Regions from separate parts of the Gossypium arboreum genome. Here region 1 is linked to region 2. A link is a contact called in public Hi-C data. All regions are on one chromosome and are shown on one strand. The core of a region is the stretch at or near the end of the contact, and the rest is flanking DNA. Distances in the headings are between cores, read along the strand shown.

Region 1 (4,585 bases), core at 1,292-3,791, 630 kb after region 2:
ACCTTGGGAATAAGCACAATCAAAGTATTATTCAACTCTAGATCACTAACTTCTCTAGCAAAAATCTTTTTGACCCAAGCACAAATATTAGCACCAACTACCTCCCATTGATTCTAAAAAAAGAAAGCATGAAACCTGTCACTACCTGGGGCCTTCAAATGGGTCATATCAAAAAGTGTCTTTTTTATTTCCTCATTGGAGAACTCTCTACCCAAAAACTCAATATCAGAGACAACAAGCTGAGGAGAAGAATTTGTAAGTAGATCACTCATAAGCTTCGAAACATCCCCATATAATTTTTGAAAGAAATCAACTACTTCAACTTTTAGTATTTATGGATCAAATATCCAATAACCATCAAGATTACGCAGAGTAGTGATTTTGTTGCACTTCCTCCTCTAAGCCTACGTTTGTGAAAAAACTTAGTATTCTGATCCCCAAACTTAAGCTAATCACATCTAGCTTTTTGCTTCCATAAAAGTTCCTCATGATGAAGAACTGTCTCCAATCTTTTCCCGTATATGTATTTCCAACTGAAATAAGTGATCCAAGCTAGAAAATTCCATTGCCCTTTGAATATCCGCCAACTTATTAATCAACTATTTTTTATGAGTCTTAAAGTGCCTGTATACCGATTTATTCGAATGTTTGACGCCATAAGTAAAATTGGATAAAGAATATGACATACTCCTATTGAAACACTACTTGCTTTGAACAAAAGCCGCAAAATTTGGATGTTCAACCCACCTAGCTAAGAACCTCAAAAGCCTTCTTTAGACATGGTGAATTCTGGATTTAACGAAAGGAGAGGTTTATGATCAGAGTTAATTCATAGAAGATGAGTAACCATACTGTTGGGAAATGGTTTCAACCAAGTATCATTACCAATGGCTAGATCTAACCTTTCAAGAATACCACTTTTCTGCTAAGTGAAAGAACCCTTGAAACCCAAATCATGTAACTCAGCCGAATCAACAAATTCTCTGAAAAAAGGACATATCCTCCTACTAGAACGCCCACCTTTCTTTTCATTTATGGATAAAATAACATTGAAATTTCCAATAGCCACCCAAGGATCTGATTTGGATGGAATTAAAGATTTCAAAGCCTCCTAAAGAAATTTGTGTTTCTGTTTATCAGGACTGCCATAAACAAATGAAATAAAAAATAAACTTTGAAGGGATACCACATGATACCCGTACTAAAATAAATTGAGGGTGATTTCAAGCCACATCCACTTGAATCGAGTCCTTCCAACCTATCCAAATACCCCCAGAATATCCAATTGCTTCCACCCGGTCGGAACACTAGAAACCCAACTTAGTAGTAATAGAGTCTGTGTTGTCTCCACTCACTCTCGGTTCAAGAAGGCCAACAATATCTGATTTATACTCTATGTTATACTCATAAAAATACGAGGAAATTAACACTAGCACACCCTTGACAATTCTAAGAAAAAAAAGATAAGTTCATAATAAAAACACAAAATGGGAGAATACCAACCTTAACTACCAATTACTGTAGAATCTGCCAAGCTATTCTCTACTTTCTTGGAGCCACTGTCCCCACCTTCAATTGCCAATTAAGAAGCAATAAGCTCAACCATAAAGTTCATTGAGTCAGATAAAGGAACTCGAGAACTTCCTGACATCTTAAACTGACTCCCACGGCTACCTAGAGATTTGTTAAGTTTCTTCCCTCTCTAACAAAATTAATTTTTCCACCCGCACCTCTCCCTTTGAAACTCAAGTCGTCTTTTTCACCATTAGTAAGACTCCCACTAATGCTTACACTTTTGTTATTCGATTGTAAATTTTCTTTAAAAATTAATGCCAAATGTTTGTTAGGATCTAAACCACCTTTGCTCATTGAAATACCAACCTTCACCAACCCTTCGAACATTGGATTAAAGTGGGAAATAATTCCAGTAGTGTTGTCTTCACCTATGTTTGTACCATCAATATCAGCCGAATTTTTATGGGATTATGTTAATCAAAGCCTAAAACCATTCGTTCTTTCTTTTTAACCCAATAGAGTTTGGGTCACCGAATTTTTGCCTGCTGGCACAATTAACTCTCCTTGGTCCCCCCTAGACTTGTCCACTGATTGCCTACTTGGGCCCTTTGATGAGCTACCAGCTTCCTTTGTTACCATACTACTACCCACCTCATAAGATCCCCCACTCAGGCCCACCAATCCAACATTCCTTCGTTGGCCCACCTGAACTGTCTTTTCATTACCCCCAAATTTATCCAAAAACTTGTCTGTTAGATTTTGCCTAAAACCCTAAGGAATCCCTACCCATAGGTTCTTTTCCTTTATTTCAGGCCTCTTTAGATTTCTTAATCTCTTGACTGAAATCCCCTTTTTTCTTATCAGTCGAAATCAAAGCCATAAATCGGGATCCCATAGCCTTGTTCTCCTGATTAACCATTCTTGAATTTTGCAAATTACTTGATTTTCGCCTGGATTTCTTCTCAACAACCATCCAAGGCCCGTAAACCGCTATTCTTATTGACACGCCAACCTCCGTCATAACCATATCAGACGATGGCGTTTGATTTTTCGGTGAAACTAAATTCCCTACTATGGTGCATGACTCCTTCAGTTGTCCATACCGGCCACAAATGAAGCAAACCATCAGTAAGGATTCATACTCAATGTTTTGGAGATTACCATTTATCAACACATGTGAAACTAAAGGTTTATCCAAATGAACATATACCACCATACAGGCAAAACGACCCCTCGAACCTTTATCCATATTAAAATCCAATTTAGCGACTCTCCCTACCATTTCACCTATCTCCATAGAACTTTTTTCATGTACAAATCCCTAGGAGGCCTGGTGATTTGACCCAAGTCATTACAACGTTAGGGTAAGGTTGTGCAGGATTGAAGTCTATAGTCCAAGGTTACGTAGCCAAGTATTGGTCATAAATGACCCATGGCCCTTGAGAAATCACTTTGTCGAAATCCTTTTGATCCTGAAAATTTGCCAAATAGTACCCATTCTCAATGTCCATCAGCTGGAACAGCAGGGAAGGCTTCCAGAGACTATGAACCCTATTTTGGAGAGCCACATATCCTATACTCCTCCCCAAGAGCTTTAGCACCATCGTAGTGGACCAAGAGTTTTATCACCATCGTAGTGGACATATCTTTGATGAGAAGTTGATTAACCTTATCCGAGAATTCAATTGAAGGAATTCCATTAACCGTAGATTTCTTGATATCCCTGTTGGAGAGATTGAAATCATCGTCCCCTTCTTTTTCCAAGATATTCAGTCACCTTCTTCAAATTTGAAAAGCCTTTTCCCAAAAGTCAATCTTTCCACAAGAGGTTCAGATCAGATGACATATCCATATCCTCAACAACATCAGATCCCGCTTGCTGCTTCTTAAATCTCACCTTCTTGGTGCGTCGATCTTCAATAGCACGTTCGTCAATCCTATCCATTTCATAGACAGAGCTTGACATCGTAGAGACAGAAAAGATGCTTGTTTGGTACATATTTTAAGGTTAGAAGGCAAACCTATTAAAGTATAGAAAAGTGAGATTTTTATCAAAAGTAAAAATACATAATAAAAAAAGAAGTATACGAAAAACGCATACCAAATTAATGTAATTTTTTCCTTTTTGAATTATGTACCACTAATCTTATATGTAGATGAGATTAATAATTAAACTAATTTGTTATATTTCCCTTAATAATTAGTTTTAATTATTATGTGGTAAAATATAGTTGAGGTTAATAATATATATGTATTTAATGTCAAATTTTACTTTTTTTACTAGTCTGAGTGGTTTAAAACTGAGAGGTTTTTGCTAATAAGTTTAATTTCTAAGTTGGAATTTTAGAATGAAGGTTAATGTAGAATTTGAGCAAAAAAAAAAAAAAAAAGAGGTTAATCTAGAAAAGAAAACAATAACATTCAAATACCGATGTTGCAATCTATTGGTGGCGTTAAAGAATTCTCTAAAATCATTTACTCCTTTTGTTTTGACATTCAACCATACAAAACAAAAAGTCCTTACGTGACTTTCAAATGTATACATAGTTATTTTACATTATGATTAACGTGTATTCATTATTGATATGTTCTTATTTTATTTTATATGCCACATCAGTAACTAATTAAAATATTATAAAAGTAAAAATTATATAATTATAAAAATTCAAAAATATTAAAATTGTAAAAAAATTAAAAAACTTGAATACAATCTTATTTCTTATCAGCCATACCTGAATATATAAATTCAAAGCAATCAATATACATTACAAAGAAACTTGATCATGTGGATTAATGAAGTTGAGTGCCTTTGACTCAGTCACACCATCTTGGGCCAAGCACTGCAGATTTCACTTTCTCTTGCAAAATCAACATTTCATTTTTCTTCCAAATGGCCCATATCCATATAAGTTTATATCATTGATAACAAAAATAAGCAAAGCAGATGCACCGTAAATTTTTACAATTTTAAGGTGCTGATCCTGGAATTCAGTGTCCGTAGAAAAAATTCCACACTAGAATAATTGATGTCTACCATATGTCAATCACGGCGGCCATAGTGACTATGATT
Region 2 (4,541 bases), core at 1,962-4,461:
ATTAGCTCGACTGAAGATCACCAAATCATCTGCAAAGAACAGATGTGAAAGATTCGATCCTGTGCATGATAATCCAATGGGGCTCCACTCCCCTAAAGAGATACCCGTATGAAATCTATGGCCTAACCATTCCATATAGAGGAAAAAAAGGTATGGTGACAGAAGACAACCTTTTCGAATACCCCTTACCGGCATAAACTTTTGTGTTGGCTCACCATTCCATAATACCTGCAAAGAGGATAACGAGATAATATTCATAATAACTTTAACCAAGTGAAAAGGAATACCTGCTGCTTTGAAAGAAGCTTCTACAAAGTCCTATCTGACTCTATCGTAAGCCTTCTCTAAATCAATCTTGATTGCCATCTATTGGAGCTTCTTCTTAGTTCTCATAGAATGTAAAACTTCTTGAGCGATAATGATGTTATCGATAATACATCTCCCAGCAATGAAACCTGCTTGTTCTTGGCCTATGATCTTTGGAAAGATATTCTTAAATCTATTAGCAATTACCTTCATGATCAACTTGTACAATCCAGAGCAAAGGCTGATATGCTAGAACTGCGAGAAAATTTTTGGGTTTAGAATTTTGGGGATTAACACAATAAAAGTGTTATTGAACTCTAGGTCAATGGTACGCCCCTCAAAAACCTTCTTCACCCACTCACAAATAGCACCCCCAATATTATCCCATTGATTCTGGAAGAAAGCAACATGAAAACCATCACTACTTGGGGCTTTCAAGGGTGCCATGTCAAAAAGAGCAATCCTTATTTCCTTATTCGTAACAATTCTCATGAGAAAATCAAAATCTTTAAGACTAATATAAGGAAAGGCACTAGGAGGTAGAAATCCTAGCGGGCCTAGATTCTCCACATAAAGATTCTAGAAAAATTAACCGCTTTGGTCTTAAGAATCTCAGGATCATAAATCCATTCCCCATCAGCATTACACAAAGCAATGATTTTATTGAAATTCTTTCTTTAAATTGTGCATCTATAGAAGTAGCTAGTGTTACAGTTTCCCAAATTTAATCACTCACATCTTGATTTTTGCTTCCAGAGCATCTCTTTATGATGAAGAATATTTTGCTTAGCTTGAACTATCACTTCCTAATGAATAAGAGAATTAGACCCCAAAAGGTTCAAGGTATGTTGGATTTTAGAAAGCTTATGCATTAACTGCCTCTTCCTCTAGTTTATATGTCCAAAAACACAATAGTTCCAACTTTTGAGCTTATTAGTAAACCCAACAATTGCACTAGTCATATTAGCATCGAAACTCTAATTTTCCTTAATAAAATTAGTAAAATTTTTGTAGTGTGGCCAGCCAGCTAAAAACTGGAAAGGACGATTAGGAGCAAATCTAACTTCGTGACAAAAATTTAAAAAAAGTGGTCGATGATCAGATTTAATTCTAGGTAGATAGGAAACAGAACAATTAGGAAAAGATTCCATCCAAGCGTCATTTCCCACGACCCTATCTAGTCTTCCAGAGAGGTTACCATGATGCCATGTGAAAAGAGGGCCTTGAAAACCTAGATCATGCAATTGAGCTTTATTCATAAATCACAAAAAAATTGGCATATGTAACCTTTAACATGACCACCTTTTTTTATCATCTGAAGAGAGGATAGCGTTGAAATCTCCTATGGTAATCCAAGGATCATTCCTAAGTGGAACTGAGTGACTTAAATCATTCCACAAATTTTTCCTTTTCAATTTGTCCGGGTTCCCATACACAAAAGCAACAAAGATCGAATGAGAATGCAAATTAGAACATATATGAGCCAAAATTAATTGATGATGATTGCCAACCACATCCAAATCAATCGAATTTTTCCATCCAATCCAGATACCTTTAGAAAATCCTATTGCTTCCACGCGATGAGATTTGTCCCACCCTAACTTCATCATGATTGTGTTAGCTTTAGTCCCACTAATTCTTGGTTCAAGAAGGCTAACTATATCAGGTTTATGCTGATTGTTATACTCATGAAAAGCTCGCAAAATTTATCAGACGCACATCCCTGTACATTCTAAGATAAAATAGACAAATTCATAATAATAAAATTTAAAAAAGAAAAAAGACCTTATCTTATTGGCAACCGGTAGAAGAAAACTCCACTGGCTCTCCTTTTTGCCGCGACAAATCCATAGTAGATTTTTTTATCAATTTTAGATGCAACAAGCTCCGCTGCCCTTTTCATAGAATCAACAAATGAAACCCGAATATTTTTAGAATTTTTGAAACGATTACTTGGCCCTTTTAAAGTTTTGTTAAGTTCCCAACCTCCTTTTAGACCAGACACTAGCATTTTGTCTCTTAAAAGTCTCCCTAGGCAATTTGATTCCAGTCGAATGACCATTACCCCCATCTCCTCGCTCACGAGCTCCAGAATATTTCTATTTTTGAACACAACTGCCGAATGATTTTCTGCCTCCAAAACTCCTTCCTTCACCTCCACATTAACAAAAGAACTCTACTCAAATGTAGGATTAAAGTGTACTACATGTTCCGCTTACTTTTGGAGAGAAAAAGGAGGATCCACGTTTACTTGATCTGCGTAAACAATATTTTGTAAATTTAAAACTAAAGGACAAAAGGAGACAGTATTACCTAAAATTAATGATCAGTTATTTTCTCCGGCACTGGGCAAAGCATCATGTGTGGCACTTGAGAGTTTAATAAGATCTGCAGCAGATTCTTTGGAAACCTGGGCCCCTTGCTGCAGTCCACTATTAAAATCACAAGGGGCCTGCTGATTTCTAGTCGAAGGGGTCAGCTTTTTAACACCAAAAGAAGCTTGCGGATCTAGGACCGTTTTAGTCCCACCCGTGAAATGATCGTTCAAGATATTAATCGCTTTAGGGTTAGGGCCCAACCCTTTAAATGTTTCCCTACTGACAGGCCCAAATTGAATTTTTTAGAACCATCATTAGCTGATTTTTTACCCGTTGAAGATTTACCTTGGGAACCAATTAATACAACTTTCCCTTTTTTCTTCAAATCTTTCTGGGGTTCCATATTCATCTCCTCTTCTATTGAAGTCACCTCCAAATCTACTAACAATTGATAACGTGATCCCATACTTTTATCCCCTTTTAAAATTGTTTCCTTTTTTGATCCCATCCAAGCCGCGCCTGGTCTTCCACTCCACCAGCATCCAAGGACCATAGTTCCTTTCTCTGGCCGCCGTAGTAGCTACAGAAGTTTGTTCCAATGTCTCACCTTTCTCTTTTGCCCCTGGGAGTTGTGTGAGTGACGGGTAGGTTTCCTTAGTGTGTCCATAATAGCCACACTTAAAGCAAACCATAGGTAAGTTTTTGTACTTGATGTTTTGAAGACTACCATTGATGAGAATCTTCTAGACTAACGATAGCCCTAAATTGAAAAAAAAACTGCCATGCGAACGTACCGACCCTTGCTCTACTATCATTGTTAAAATCCAATTTTGTTACTTTACCTATCATTCCCCCAATCTCCATAAGAATCTCTTTTTTTATAAAAGTGACTAGGAAGCCCGGGAAAACGAATCCATGTGAGGACCTTATCAGCCGAAGCTAATGCCATTAGGAGAGGAAGAAACTTAGCTCACAAGTAGAAGGGTTTCAAACCGCTTGACTAGATATAGATAGGAAAGAAGAAATGACAATGCTGCTCAGTCTCTAGGCTACTCGACCGACTAACTAACTCGATTAACTAAGAAGGAAAGGAGCTAAGAAAGTAGGGCATAAATAGCTGCAAGGGCTCGATGAACGGCCTAAAAAGTCCTGGTATCTCGTTGTAATCCCAAGCTTGCAATCCCTAAACTCCTTGAGTAGTCCTCTTTCTGAAGAGCAGTTGATCGTGCTACTCATTCATGTAGGCTGTCACTCTGTTCGTTCCCTCTCATAGATGGATTTCTCAGAGTAGATCCTGCACTTCATCCTTATCCGAAAGCATCTACTAAGCTAACCATCTAATCTAAGCAGTAGCATCTCAACTCAAGGAATAGCTTTCCCGCAAGAGGAAAGAGCATCTATCTACACAGTTAGCTGCCCCTACTTTGGGATATTGCCTTAGCTAGGTTGGCTCCTAGGCTAAAGCAACTGTACAAGAGGGGTAAGGTTTAGGATTGAAATAGATTGTCCAGGTTTGGACAGTGAGGTAATGACTGAAAATAACCCACGGACCTTGGGAATGAATCTTGTCATAGTCGTCAGTGTTCTGAAATTTTGCAGGAAAATAACCATTTTCAGTATCCATTAATTGAAAAGGCTTAGATAGTTTCCAAATCCCATATATTATTGATGCAAAGTTTTAATTCCAAGGTTTTGTCCCAACATCTTGAGTACCACAAAGGTTGACAATTCTTTTTCCAAAAGTTGATAAACTCTCTCCGAGAAATCAATGGAAGGAACACCATCAATAAAAGATTTCTTGACATCCTGCTCTATGAGGGAGAAATTATCAGCAAAGGACTGGCGATCACTTGTATTGTTCTGAACAAAACTTTCCTTCCCCACTAGCATATCCTTCCATGATAGAGAAGGCACTGG

The links. A called contact is a pair of places that touch in the nucleus more often than the background predicts.
Region 1: a Hi-C map of leaf shows a contact between it and region 2, with 2.8 times the contacts expected there. The contact joins two enhancer-like sites. A contact is called at or near these places in 2 of 5 Hi-C or Micro-C datasets (both in leaf).

The regions. Positions count from the first base shown.
Region 1 is chr10:42,591,975-42,596,559 of ASM2569848v2, forward strand. No RefSeq gene overlaps it. Among protein-coding and RNA genes, the nearest start is that of LOC128282554, 13 kb to the right of the region's middle. Within about 2 kb of position 2,542, at least 2 of the 2 cell types and tissues checked have an H3K27ac peak or open chromatin away from gene starts, as enhancers often do. A contact at or near this core is called in leaf, where this site is marked.
Region 2 is chr10:41,957,505-41,962,045 of ASM2569848v2, forward strand. No RefSeq gene overlaps it. Among protein-coding and RNA genes, the nearest start is that of LOC128281425, 22 kb to the left of the region's middle. Within about 2 kb of position 3,212, at least 2 of the 2 cell types and tissues checked have an H3K27ac peak or open chromatin away from gene starts, as enhancers often do. A contact at or near this core is called in leaf, where this site is marked.